Regions from separate parts of the Mus musculus genome. Here regions 1 and 2 are each linked to region 3. A link is a contact called in public HiChIP or PLAC-seq data. All regions are on one chromosome and are shown on one strand. Each heading gives the region's core, a stretch centred on a gene start, on an enhancer-like site or on the middle of the called end of the contact. The rest is flanking DNA. Distances are from core to core; before and after follow the strand shown.

Region 1 (3,944 bases), core at 903-3,402, 250 kb before region 3:
GGTGCTCATTTTAAAAAAAGAAAAAGCTCTATCATGTCAAATTACATTAGAAGGGAACGAAAAAGATAAAAGAAAAACGAATTAAGACTGATGTTAGAAGAGGAATGCAGAGGTTGAGCACCTGGATAAGATATTTTAGTCACTGCGCTCGCAATTGCCCCCGAAATTAGCACATTCTTAAGCGACTATAGGCAACTATTAAAAGAGGCTCGGTGGACAGTAAGCACCAGCCACTGCAGAAACCTAGAAGAATGCAAAGGCAATTTAAGACAAAAAGCTGAATAGCTCTTTCCGGGAAGCTGTGGTGGCTCTGAAAAGAGCCTTTGTGGGGAATGGATGGGAGACAGGGCGCTTAAGCGCGCTCCCCACGGATGCGGCGGGCCAACTGGATGTCCTTGGGCATGATGGTGACGCGTTTGGCGTGGATGGCGCACAGGTTGGTGTCCTCGAACAGCCCCACCAGGTAGGCCTCGCTCGCCTCCTGCAGCGCCATGACGGCCGAGCTCTGGAAGCGCAGGTCCGTCTTGAAGTCCTGCGCGATCTCGCGCACCAGGCGCTGGAACGGCAGCTTGCGGATCAGCAGCTCGGTCGACTTCTGGTAGCGCCGGATCTCCCGCAGCGCCACGGTGCCGGGCCGGTAGCGGTGCGGCTTCTTCACGCCGCCCGTGGCCGGGGCGCTCTTGCGGGCGGCCTTGGTGGCCAGCTGCTTGCGCGGGGCCTTGCCGCCGGTGGACTTGCGGGCAGTCTGCTTCGTACGGGCCATGGCGAAGACGGAAGACACCCAAACGAGGAGCACTCGGGGACCTGATACCGGCCCGAGCCGGCCGCCTTTATAGGCGCAGTCTTCCCCGCGGCGGGGCGGAGACAGCGACTTGAAACTCCCGCGCTGCCGCGCCATTGGCCGTGGCGTCACCGGCCCCGACCTCGCCCATTGGCTCGGGCCCGCCACGCCACCTGACCCGCCCCCCCCCGCCCCCCACGTCCAGCCCCGCGCCCGGTCCACTTGCCAACGTTCTGCGAGGGTGGAGCCACGTCTGGCAGCTGCCCGTAGAGGGCGGGTCCCGGCTCTGCCCAAGAGGAGCTCGCGCGCCCCCGCCCGCCGCCCAAAGTCCCAGGGCAGAACTAATCTAGTGTTTGTGCAGCACCGCCCAGCCACAGCCACAGTCCCAGCCCCAGTCCCCCATGATCCCTAGAGCCGGCCGCGTCCAGTCCTCGCGGGACACCTCCTCCTCCTAGACATTCCCCAAGGACCGGACGAGAGCGCGGCTGACTGCGACTTATGTCTAGATTGGCCTAGACGTCCTAGTTGAGTCTTAGTCCTGGGAAGGGTCAGGCGGGTGGACGCTGAGTGAGGGACAGTGTTGTGTAGGACAAGGGTGTGGGCAGATAGGGGCTAAATGCTTGGGACGGTCAGCGAGAACCGCGTATCCGCTCCGCCGAGGCAGGGCATGAACCAAAGAGCGACAACAAACTACCAGGGGGAACCACGGGCAGGATGGGCAAGGAAGCAGAGGACACGACACTCTTACTTTTGGGGCAGGGCCAGGAAAGGCCACCAAGACCGGCTACCGTGACACAACTCTTTATCTGATTCAGTGGGTGGCTCTGAAAAGAGCCTTTTTAGGAGCTCGCGGGGGTTATATCACAGAGACGCGGGCCGACGCGAGCAGTGGCCTCACTTGCCCTTCGCCTTATGGTGGCTCTCCGTCTTCTTGGGCAGCAGCACGGCCTGGATGTTGGGCAGGACGCCGCCCTGCGCGATCGTCACTTTGCCCAGCAGCTTGTTGAGCTCCTCGTCGTTGCGGATGGCCAGCTGCAGGTGGCGCGGGATGATGCGCGTCTTCTTGTTGTCGCGGGCCGCGTTGCCCGCCAGCTCCAGGATCTCGGCCGTTAGGTACTCCAGCACCGCCGCCATGTATACCGGCGCGCCGGCACCCACACGCTCCGCGTAGTTGCCCTTGCGCAGCAGCCGGTGCACACGCCCCACCGGGAACTGTAGCCCGGCCCGGGAAGACCGCGACTTGGCCTTGGCGCGGGCCTTGCCTCCTTGCTTGCCACGACCGGACATCACGAAAGCGCAAACAGACGAACGGCCACAACCAGGAAACGGTACTCCGGCGCCGACGCCTCACTCTTTTATAGACGCAGACCCGATTGTCCGCCCGACGCTCTCATTGGCTCACACGCGTCCTGACGCCGTGGCCAATAGGAGCGCGCGGACAGAAGCCTCTCATTTACATAAGACCGGCTCCCTCGCCCCGGCGCCGCCCTGGAACGCGCGAATCACGACGCGCGTGCTCGGTGGCTTCATTTGCGTGCGGCCGTCGTTGCGACACTCCGCGGGTCGCCGGGCGGCTGGGCCTGCTCGCTGTTTCTCCTGCTGAGGAAGCTAACAGGAATAGAGCCGGTAGCACGCGTAAACTTGGCCACAGGGCATGGTGTACCAGGTGTAGGTGACTGGCACAGGCTGTGAGTTCTTTCCTCAGCTCCATCTTTGTGCCCAAACTGGCGAGTCGTCCCGGCAGAGCCAGGCAGCCTTACCCTGTTTCCTGTATGAAACCACCCACGGTGTCTCTGCTGCTTCCTGGGTTTTTTGTTTTTTTGTTTTTTTCTCTTCTACCTCCCATTGACATTAGAAATCATTTCTACTCAAGTTACATGTGCCCTTGAATGAGGAGTATTAAGTGTAGGGGTATCTTTCGACTTTGCAGGGGAGTTACATAAAATTAGTGTTAATATATTGTCAGAATGTAGGAAAGCATTAGGCAGTCCATTTATTAAAGTATCAGCATCGGAGGCGTCTGTGAAGTAACTTGTCTTTTGGGTCAGAAATTGCTTAACTTGGATCTTGTTATTTTTTAGTGCAGTTTTCAGTTTACATACGGTGACTAAATTTCCTGTTTCAGGTCACAAGATTTAAGAGGGATTTACGTACAGCTTGTTAAAGATTGAAGTCTTAATGGCACTTTGTATGTTATTTCATTGTAGTTTGGCATATTCTGGGATGTAGGTCAATGGCACAGTACTTTCCTAGTTATATACGAGGTCTTAAGCACCACACCAGAAATTCAATCAGAATTGTTTAGCCACACAGACATTGTTGCTTGTTTTCTGTTTGCCTTAGTTTCACTCCCCCCACCCCCTGTTTCCCTGAGTGTCTCCCACCTGCCTTTGCTGCTCTTCAGTCAGCTCTGCCTCTCCTTTGGCCCTGTCACATTGCTATTCCCATAGTGTCAATGCTCTTCTCTCATCCCTGCAGATTGGGTCCCAGGCTACCTTGGGTATTTCTGCTCCAAGTTACCACATGCTTCTAAAAACAGAAAGAGATACACTTGAGCCAGACTCTTGTATAATTAACTCCCAGGGAACGTCCTAAACAAGTATCTACCCAAGGGTATGGAAGTGGTTTGGCTCCACACTGAGCTGCTTCGGGAACATTGTCCCTAAAGAAGCAGGCTCTTCTGAAAAACATAAATAGGTTAGCTGAAAGCTGACTGTAAGTGTGGTGTCTCTGTCTTCGCTTGATGTCTGTCTCCTTTGGCTAAAGGCAGAGTGAAGTTACTGTTTTACCTTTCACTTGCATCATAGCAAATGAGGGCCGTTACCCACGAGGTCAGGGCCACTCCCTAGAGTACAAGTGAGAGTCAGAGTGATATCTTCCCGAATCTTGCAGGTTCAAACCGTAGCACTGACCAGAGAACCATGCATCTGCCTCCTAGGATTCCTTAATTTTGCTAACATCTTGCCTGCCCAGGTTCCTCCTCTACTTAAGGCTTCAAGCTCATTCATGTCAATATCTGTAGATAGACAGATTTTCGGGGGGTGGGGTTTGCTGGGCCTATATTCTTCTCAATATAGCTTCTTGACTAAATCTCTGATTTTTCTTTTAGACACGTGGTTGAGCCTTGCCTTAGGGTGTCTACAGCCCAATCCTTTACCCTCAA
Region 2 (4,370 bases), core at 1,471-3,970, 140 kb before region 3:
TGCTAGGATTATGTGACACCATGCCTAGCAAAGAGTTAACTTTTTAAAGAAAATTAGCACACTAAAGAAAGAGACGATAACAATAATAACAAGTTCTTTGATTCCCTTTCTAAATGGTACCTTTTGAAAAATATATTTATTTTTTATTTTATGTGTATGAATGTTTTGCCTGCATGTATGTATGTGCATCATATGCCTGCCTGGTGTCCAAGGAGGCCAACTCACAGTTGTGAGTCACTATGTGGGTACTGAGACATGAGCCCAGGTTCTCTGAAGAGCAGCAAATGCTCTTAACTGCTGATGCATCTCTCTAGCGACTAATATCTAACTCCATCAGCTCCTCTCCCTCTCACCAACACTGCAGTCACTATTATGTCTCACCTCAACTATGGTAAATTCTTACCTGGCTTTACCAATGGCCTATATATAACCTATTGAAACAGATTAAACCCTTAAACTCTAAAAACTATTCTTATACTATTAAAAACTTTACTTCCAGTAAACTGAAAGTATAAATTCCTGACTATGGCGAACAAACGCCCCCATACTCTGCTTCCTGTCCACCCTGCCAGCTCCCATCACTCACGAACCACTCTTCCCATCTCGCTCACCACTCCATTACATCACTCTCTCTCCTCTTAGGGTCATCTTATTAAGCGATTTTTCCTGGGTAGTCCTTCCTGAAAGCTAAATTAGATTTCCCTCTTCATACTCATGACATTCTTAGTTTGTTTGTTTTTTTTCAATTTTATGAGTGTTTACAACATGCAAGAAGTATTTGTAACATGATCATTAAGAGCCACACTCTGAAAACCGGTCAAGGTTCAAATCCTATGTAATTTCACTGCAATTATATAACACAGCAGCTGAGAGAATAATACATCAAGTACTTTGCATATACTGGGTACACTACACACACAATGAAACACTTGCTCTTTTAAGAGGATGATTTTATTTTTATTTTTTCCTTAACTTTGAGTGTGTTGTTGGGCACATGTGTGGTATATATGTGTTGTATGTGCATACAAATGCATATAGATGCTAGAACAAGTGGGTAGTATATATGTATAGCGTGTGCATAATGGCTAGAGGACAAGATCAGGTATGATTATTTTAGTGGGCTAATCTAACTTTCCCCTTGACTTACCTGAATATAAATTCACAATGAAGCAAGCACCTAATACATACAAGGTGACCAGGGAATCTGTGGTTTCAATAGAAGCAACTAAAATGGAGGGTTTACAGCACTCAAAACATTTTTCTGATCCCCTTAAAATGTTCCAAATCACCCTAATGGGATTTTGCTTTCTCTTTTCTCACTTTCTCCTTACCTTCTAGAAGATCTCGAGCCAGCCCTGGCTCTGCACCTGTGGAACGAACAAAATCCGACAGGACAGCATCCATGTCCAGGGTCATGGGATCATCAGGTACTCTCAGGCAGCAGGATGTGAGCAGAACATAGATCCAAATCCAGGCTCTGACCTGAAAAGGAGATGCATGCACAAGGCTCACCTAACCAGAACAGCATCATCACAGCCCGATTTCAACAGTCTCTTAACACATGCTAACTGTTCTGGTTCCTTCATTCCAACTGAATTTTCAAACAAAAAATAAATTTTTTCATGAAGAATCACATTTCATTTCCTTGTTAACAATATTTTAATACCTACAGTAACTACAAACTACTCAACAAAGCTTTGCTTCTGCTTTTTTCATTGTTTTGGTTTGATTTTTAAGGAGAAAGGCACTGAGGATGTAGCCCAGGGATTGCATATACTAGGAAGTGCTCTATACCCACCCTAGTGCCATGTCTGCCCCTCCAGTCTAAAGGGAGAAGGCAGCAATCTGCTGCCCTAGAAAGCTCTCTGACCTACAATATTTCCTAAATGGCGCCATGCTCATGTCCCTCCTGAAACATATTGATTATTAAGGGTTTTTGGTTTTGTAGACAATGCTTCGTATGTAGCTCAGGCTAACCTCAAACCTGTAGCAATCATCCTGTCTCAGCCTTGTGAATGCTGATATTACAGGTATGTGCCACCATGCTCTGGCTTTCTTCTGAACGTACTTTAATCACTCTTTGCCTAGCCTTTGATTTTCTTTTTCTTTTTTTTTTTTTTTTAAAGATTTATTTATTTATTATATGTAAGTACACTGTAGCTGTCTTCAGACACACCAGAAGAGGGAGTCAGATCTCGTTACGGATGGTTGTGAGCCACCATGTGGTTGCTGGGATTTGAACTCTGGACCTTCGGAAGAGCAGTCAGGTGCTCTTACCCACTGAGCCATCTCACCAGCCCTAGCCTTTGATTTTCATGTCAAATTTTTGGAAATAGGAAGTTGCATGTCTTCTTTACTGATCTATCCTCAGGATGAACTACTTGACACAGTACAAGGCACACTGGCCCTTAGTAGATACTTATTAAACAAAATAACACTATACAGCAGATGACTTCAAGGCTGACTAATATTCTCATGCTAGTTGAGAAAACAGGAAGAGTAAACTGAATGCTGAAACTTCTCAAAATAACAAACTATTCCACACTCTGAGTGGAGATCCCAGAGGCTCATCCCAACAGTCACTAACTGCAGAACTCAGGAAACACAATCAGAAAGAGTTGTCTCCCAGGACAAACGAGTGCCAGTTTACCTGAGAAAAGATCCCTCTTTCAGACTTGACTTTAGCAGAAACTATGTCCCTGACCTGACAGCCTGGCACCATGTCAACATTCCTCTGAGGTTAATAGTCCCAGCTGAGAAAGCAAAAATAGGGTGGAGATCCACCTCTGACCACACTCATTAGTCTTACGGTGCTCTGTAGAAGGGGCTCGTTCATAAAGTGCCCAGGTATCCAACTGTCTCATTGCACCCACTAATCATCTTTTTGGAAAAGACAAAACCAGAATTGTTGAAAACAACAGATGACTCAGACAATACATTCCTCCGAAAACCTAAAGCCTAAGCATGACCTCCAAGGATTTTTTTCTTCACTCCTCTTCTATCCCTTAATACAACTTTTTTGTAGTATGATCTGATTCCATTTTTCTACATTTTTAGAACTAGTAAGGCAAATAGCAAATTTTTGTGGGTTGTAAAAATTATAAGTCTCTAACCTGATAACTGAATTGTTTTGTTGGTGGTAGTTCTTTGGATTTTTTTTTTTAAAAGAGAAATCACTATTTCTTATAGTGCTCTAATAATACAAGAAACCAATGGGTACAGAGCATGATTTATTCATATCCCTAGTCCAACACTGAGCAAGGTATCTACAATATAATAGGCAGTTATAAATACCTAGTGACTAAATTCATTATAAACAAATGTCTAATTTGCATCTGTTTCACTATCCTAAGCACCAAGCCAGCAATCCAGCCTAAGGTAAACAGCCCCTGCTGTTAATCTCACACTAATCCAGAACTACATGAAGAGCTTCTGGCCAAGCTTTCTATGAAGTGACCCAGCCCCCTTGCAACTTGTGCCTAAGAATTGAGTTTCAAGCTCTTAGTGACAGGGAGATCTCTAAGGTCTGCCCTGGGCAGGACAGCAGACAACATGGACTTCTACAACTTTCCCCCAAGCCTCTGAATAAAGTGTTTCAACAACAACAACAATAAAAAGTATTGAATTTCAAGGCAGGCAAGTATTACACATTTCTAACATCAGCACTCAAGAGGCAGAGGCGAGAGGATTGAGAATTCAAAGCTACAAAGAAAGACCCTGTCCAAAAAAAAAAAAAATTAAATGCTTTCAGAATTCACAGGTGAATGAAAGGCTTTTCATCTAATGCAAATGAGAATTCTCTCCAAAGCCCACTGTATTCACCACTTTGTCACAGGACATGGGCACTATCCAAGTAACAAACATAAATAGTCCAAAATTAAGAGACTAACTCCAAAATGAACTTAAATCTTTACTCTTAAAAAATAAAATAAGGTAAACTTGTGTGGTGGCTCAGGTCTTTAATACTAGAATTCTGAAAGCAGAGGCAGGCAGGTAATTCCCTGTGAGTTCGAGGCCAGCTTGGTCTATGTAATGAGTTCGAGGGCAGATAGAACTATGACACCCTGCCTCAAACAAACAAACAGACAGACAGACAGTCAAGCCACTGTAAGCTACTCTAACAGCTTTCTGAAAGGACGTGGGAAAGACGAAACAGCACACACAGCGCTCCGTGGAACGAAGGAGACTGAGCCACAGGCATGCAAACAATTTCCAGCCAGATCGAGAGAGGCTCCTGAGGGAGAAGCAAACAAAAACCATCAGTGTCATGGCATCCGGGATCTTACATGGAAACAGAAGGTAGGCCGCTCAATTCCAAACATCTAAAATAAACAAATAACTCCTATCAGGAAAGACTGGCTCTTCAGCAA
Region 3 (4,127 bases), core at 321-2,820:
TGCTGAGTGCTAGGCAAAGAACTCTACCACAAGCCACGCCCTCAGCCCCTATTTAAACTTGGTAAATCACGTGGAGACAGGAGGCTCGGTAGACCAAGACCAGCCTTGGCTATGTAACAAGTCTGAAAGCAGCATAGGTAGGCTGTGTAAGACCTTGTCATAAGCCCAGCAGTGATGGCCTGGCCTACAGAGTGAGTTCCAGGACAGTCATGGCTACACAGAGAAACCCTGTCTAGGAAAAAAACCAAAACCAAAACAAACAAACAAACAAAAAAGACCTTGTCTTATTAAAAAATAAAGACAAAATAATCCAAAGCATTCTTACCTGCTCAGCCAACAAGTTCCCAAAAGCTCATTCCCTCAGCTGTGCCCTCATGCTAGTACATAGGCTCCCTCCTAAAGCCTTTCTCAGTCATTTCTTTGCCCTTTAAACAGGCCAGTACCAAACAGAGATGAGGAGGAGATAGTCTGTAAAGTGTGCTGTGTGTGTAGGGGGTAGTCTGCAAAGTGTGCTGTGTACACGTGTACAAAGTCTAAAAGGCAGACCCGGGTTAGAAAACCTCTATGCTAACTCATGTAACAGCAGTGTGTCAGTTTGAGCATGACAAATGGTTCCCTGTGCTGGACTGATCTTTTCCCAAGGGATAATATCCTCACTCTTATATGCCTTACAAAATGGTACTCGACATTCTAAAGTGCCAATATAAGAGCATTTTGAAAGCATAAAGTTCTGTATCCACCTGAAATAGAAGTCAATTATATGGCTAGTGAGATTGCAGGACTGGGAAGCACGGTGGGTCTAAGAAGAGGTATCTTTCTTGATAAATTCTCTCCCAAAAAGCCCAAACATCCTCCACTCCTCAAACCACAAACTTACCAACACTTCATCTTGGACGTCTCTGGGAAAAAATAATTCCCCTGCTCTGGGCTTTACTCATTCGTGGTGGTTGTGTTTACCATACACCAGGTTTATTAGCTTACTGTCTGGTAGTAATTGAACCTAAAAGACACAGTTGGGTCCTCGCGGGCTTTCATGGGTCAGCTGATCCTCCTTTTACCAGGTAGGGGAACAGAGACCCAGGAGTGGTGAGGAAAGCCGCGCTCAAACTTGGGCTCCCTCCAAGCCACATCAGAAACACAGGACTCAGAAGAGCTCGCGGTCCGAGCGTCCTCCGGGCCTCCCCGCCGCTGCACGCGTGTTTACCGCAGGCCTCGCGGGGCGCTCACGTCCGCCCGGCAGTAGGTCGAGAGTGGAGACTCCCGGGGCTCCGCCAGCCGGAGTCTGCGGGTCCGAGGCGGCCGCTCTCCCACGGCGCCTCCGCTCCATCCCGCTCGCCACGCCTCGGGCCCGCCCCCACCGCCGCGCCTCCCGGTTATCCGCTCGCGCCTCCGCCGGGTGCCGGGTCGGAAACAAAGGCGGGGGGCGGGGAGCGCACGGCGGCGGCGCCGCGGTCCGCCCTTCATTCGGAGCCCGCGACGTCAGCGGCGGTGGCCGGGGCCGGTGCGGCGGGGGCGGGCATGGGCGACGGGGGCGGCGGGGGCAGCGGGGGCCCGGCCTGCGGCTAGCACGAGCCGCCGAGCGAGCAGCGGGCGCGGCCGCCCGATCCCGCCATGAAGAAGAGCGGCTCCGGCAAGCGGGTGAGTGCGCGGCGCGCGGACAATGGGGCTGGGGCTGGCGGGGGGGGCGGGGAGGGCGCAGAGACCAGTCTGAGCCGCCGCTCCTCGTCTCGCCCCGGGCAGGGGCCTCCGGATGGAAACCATCAGTCTGCGGCGCCCGAGAAGGTCGGCTGGGTCCGGAAATTCTGCGGGAAAGGGATTTTCAGGGAGATTTGGAAAAACCGCTATGTGGTGCTGAAAGGCGACCAGCTCTACGTCTCCGAGAAGGAGGTAGGCGCCCGCCCTTGCGCGAGCCGTCGGGACCCTGTCCCCACGGCGGCTAGTTCTCCGGCTTGCCCCGCCTCCATCTCTGCAAGTTCAGGGGTCGCAAAAGTCCTGTGTCTGCAGAAAAAAGTCACCCCCGAGTGAGAGAACCTGAGTGGGGTTTAGGAGTTTACTTATTTGATGTGCCTTTGCGGACACCTTTCTCAGAAGTTCTGACATCCGCCGCCTCTCCCTCTATTCTGGCCCCCTAAAATACGGTTGGGGGTTTTGGTGGGGTTTGTTTTTGTTACACACTGGTATTCGTATCCCTCGATCCTTCCTGTCTTCCCCACCCCAGCCCACCACTCTCTCCGTTCCTGCGGGGGTTGGGAGGGAGGAGGGCATATGTAGGTCCCCTGAGTAGCACAGTCTCCCTAAATCATAGAAAACACAACTTGGAGGCAGTCTCTGGGACCAGGGGTAGAGCAGCGGTGAATGCCGGATTCTTGTAGGAGCTAGCATCCTGAACCAGGCTTGTTCCTCACCGTCCACTCCACTTAAAGGGTAAAAAGAAAAAAGAAAAAAAAAATTCAAGGAACTCATATTCTGCCCATCTTTATTTGTAGACAGGGGGAATGGAGTTAGGACTGTGAGCGCCTGTGTGTGTGTCTCCATGGCTTTGGCTCTGTAGTTTTACAGGAAACCACAGCCCGGCACATGGGGTCAGAATATAAAGCCAGGTCGTGGAATCCAGATCCCTTCCCCCTTTGTGAAGCCCCAACTCTTGACTCAATAACAAGAATGCTGAGAAACTGAACTTGCTTCCCTGTGACTGTCTGATCATGGTGGCCTGTTCCTGTCCCTTTCAGACTGGCCCTTCCTCCCTTGCCTGCCCTCACCCAAAACCAACCGAGTGGGAAGCCCTCCCTTAGCTCTAACCTGTTCTGCTTTTGTCACTAGACACTTGTTTTCTGCCCTTGTATTTGGGTAAATAAAGCCTTTTATGGTGTCGAAGCAGATACACTTGCAGCTGGAGAGCTGTACTCATCTCAAAGCAGTCTACTGAGACAAGCAGAGAACTAGTGTTGAGCCCCCAGGCCCCTCTTGAAGGGGCCAAAACATAACGGTTGGAGAGGCCTCAGAGCAAGCTAAGGGAAGCCTTGACCGAGTGTGCTCTCGAGGGCCACTGCTACCTGCTCTCGAATCCTACAGAGAGCTCCCCCAACGATTCTCTTGCTTTCTATTTTTGTTTATTTTAAAAGCAGCAGTGGGTGTCACCTCATATCTCCTGTCTTCCCCGAACTTCATAATGCCAGGAAATGTAGTTAGCAATCAGGAAGGGCTTCCTACAGGTCCGAGGGGAAACCAGAGGACAGTGAAGGGCTACAGAAACAAAACAAGGCCTTTTCCCCTTCTTATGTTTGTCTAAAAGGCAGAACCTGGTGTGAGAGGGAGAGATGCAGAGCAGAGAGAAGATAGGATGACCTCAGCCTAGAGTGTCCGCTGTCCTCTGACTCAGGAGCATCTGACTAGACCTGGGGCCAGATGCCCCCTGCTGGGAAGGGCAGTGGAAAAGAGGGAACGGCACCTTATACTGACCCTTCTTCAGAACCAGTTCCATGGTCCAGTGGGCCTGGGCTAAGGGCAAAGCTGCCACAAGACACTGTTTATTCAGCCTGTAAACAAAAGCAGTAGCAAAGCAACGCACTGAAGATGTGAGACCCAAAAGCAGAGTGTATTTGCAATTTACATGCAAAAACAAAAGAGGAAGGGAACCCTGCTAAGCATTCTGTCTCAGTCCTCCTTTCTGGGGAAAGCAAGGTCTCCCACAACTCCTTTCTCTAGAGAAGCCCTTCCGTGGATGTTGTAGGGTCATTCCTAACTCTCCAAGGGCATCCCTTCACTGACCTGATCAAGGACCAGAGGTAGGAACTGATCCATACCTTAGGGAGACTTCACAGTAGAGGAAGTTAGGTTGAATGCTTGGTACAACTGTGGGCCGAGAGACAGAGGGTTAATTTGGAAGATGTAGTCATAAATGAGACTTTGGGAATTCGGTGTGAGGAAGAGACAGAATACAATAGAGAGCAAGGTGCCAGGGTATCTGTCTTTTCTGGGCACTGGCATCTACTTATCCTGCTGCCTACCTCACCCAGCCTCCCACCCTTGCCCTTCCTGACCTCTGTCAATGCATCCCACTCCCAGAGTGCCTTATCAGCCTTGTCCACGCCAGGAGAGCTCCCTTCCCTTCCCTCCCCTTCCCTTCC

The links. HiChIP or PLAC-seq counts read pairs in DNA pulled down with a chosen protein or histone mark.
Region 1: a FOXA1 HiChIP or PLAC-seq map of pancreatic cancer cells shows a contact between it and region 3. The contact joins the promoter of H2ac18 here to the promoter of Plekho1 in region 3. A contact is called at or near these places in 6 of 39 promoter capture datasets (cranial neural crest, embryonic stem cells, frontonasal cranial neural crest and 3 more), 2 of 484 Hi-C or Micro-C datasets (both in nephron progenitors), 10 of 115 datasets of contacts at active chromatin or transcription factors (astrocytes, bone marrow-derived dendritic cells, bone marrow-derived macrophages and 7 more) and 3 of 9 other capture datasets (adipose tissue, liver and macrophages).
Region 2: a contact with region 3 is called in an HNF4G HiChIP or PLAC-seq map of pancreatic cancer cells. The contact joins the enhancer-like site here to the promoter of Plekho1 in region 3. A contact is called at or near these places in 1 of 39 promoter capture datasets (hematopoietic stem and progenitor cells), 5 of 484 Hi-C or Micro-C datasets (B cells, the G1E-ER4 cell line, embryonic stem cells and 2 more), 12 of 115 datasets of contacts at active chromatin or transcription factors (craniofacial prominence, embryonic basal ganglia, embryonic forebrain and 6 more) and 2 of 9 other capture datasets (adipose tissue and embryonic stem cells).

Annotation. Positions count from the first base shown.
Region 1 is chr3:96,243,705-96,247,648 of GRCm38.p6, reverse strand. H2ac18 (H2A clustered histone 18) reads right to left here and starts at 2,152. Exons shown (of 1, transcript NM_013549.2): 1 at 1,597-2,152. The coding sequence starts at 2,068. The coding sequence ends at 1,676. It overlaps H3c14 (H3 clustered histone 14), which reads right to left and starts at 964. Exons shown (of 1, transcript NM_178216.3): 1 at 301-964. The coding sequence starts at 763. The coding sequence ends at 353.
Region 2 is chr3:96,133,586-96,137,955 of GRCm38.p6, reverse strand. It overlaps Otud7b (OTU domain containing 7B), which reads right to left. Exons shown (of 12, transcript NM_001025614.1): 2 at 1,332-1,482. The coding sequence starts at 1,416. Among named protein-coding and RNA genes, the nearest start is that of Mtmr11, 26 kb to the left of the region's middle. Within about 2 kb of position 2,720, at least 25 of the 459 cell types and tissues checked have an H3K27ac peak or open chromatin away from gene starts, as enhancers often do. A contact at or near this core is called in pancreatic cancer cells, where this site is marked.
Region 3 is chr3:95,993,282-95,997,408 of GRCm38.p6, reverse strand. Plekho1 (pleckstrin homology domain containing, family O member 1) reads left to right here and starts at 1,570. Exons shown (of 6, transcript NM_023320.2): 1 at 1,570-1,638; 2 at 1,741-1,887. The coding sequence starts at 1,612.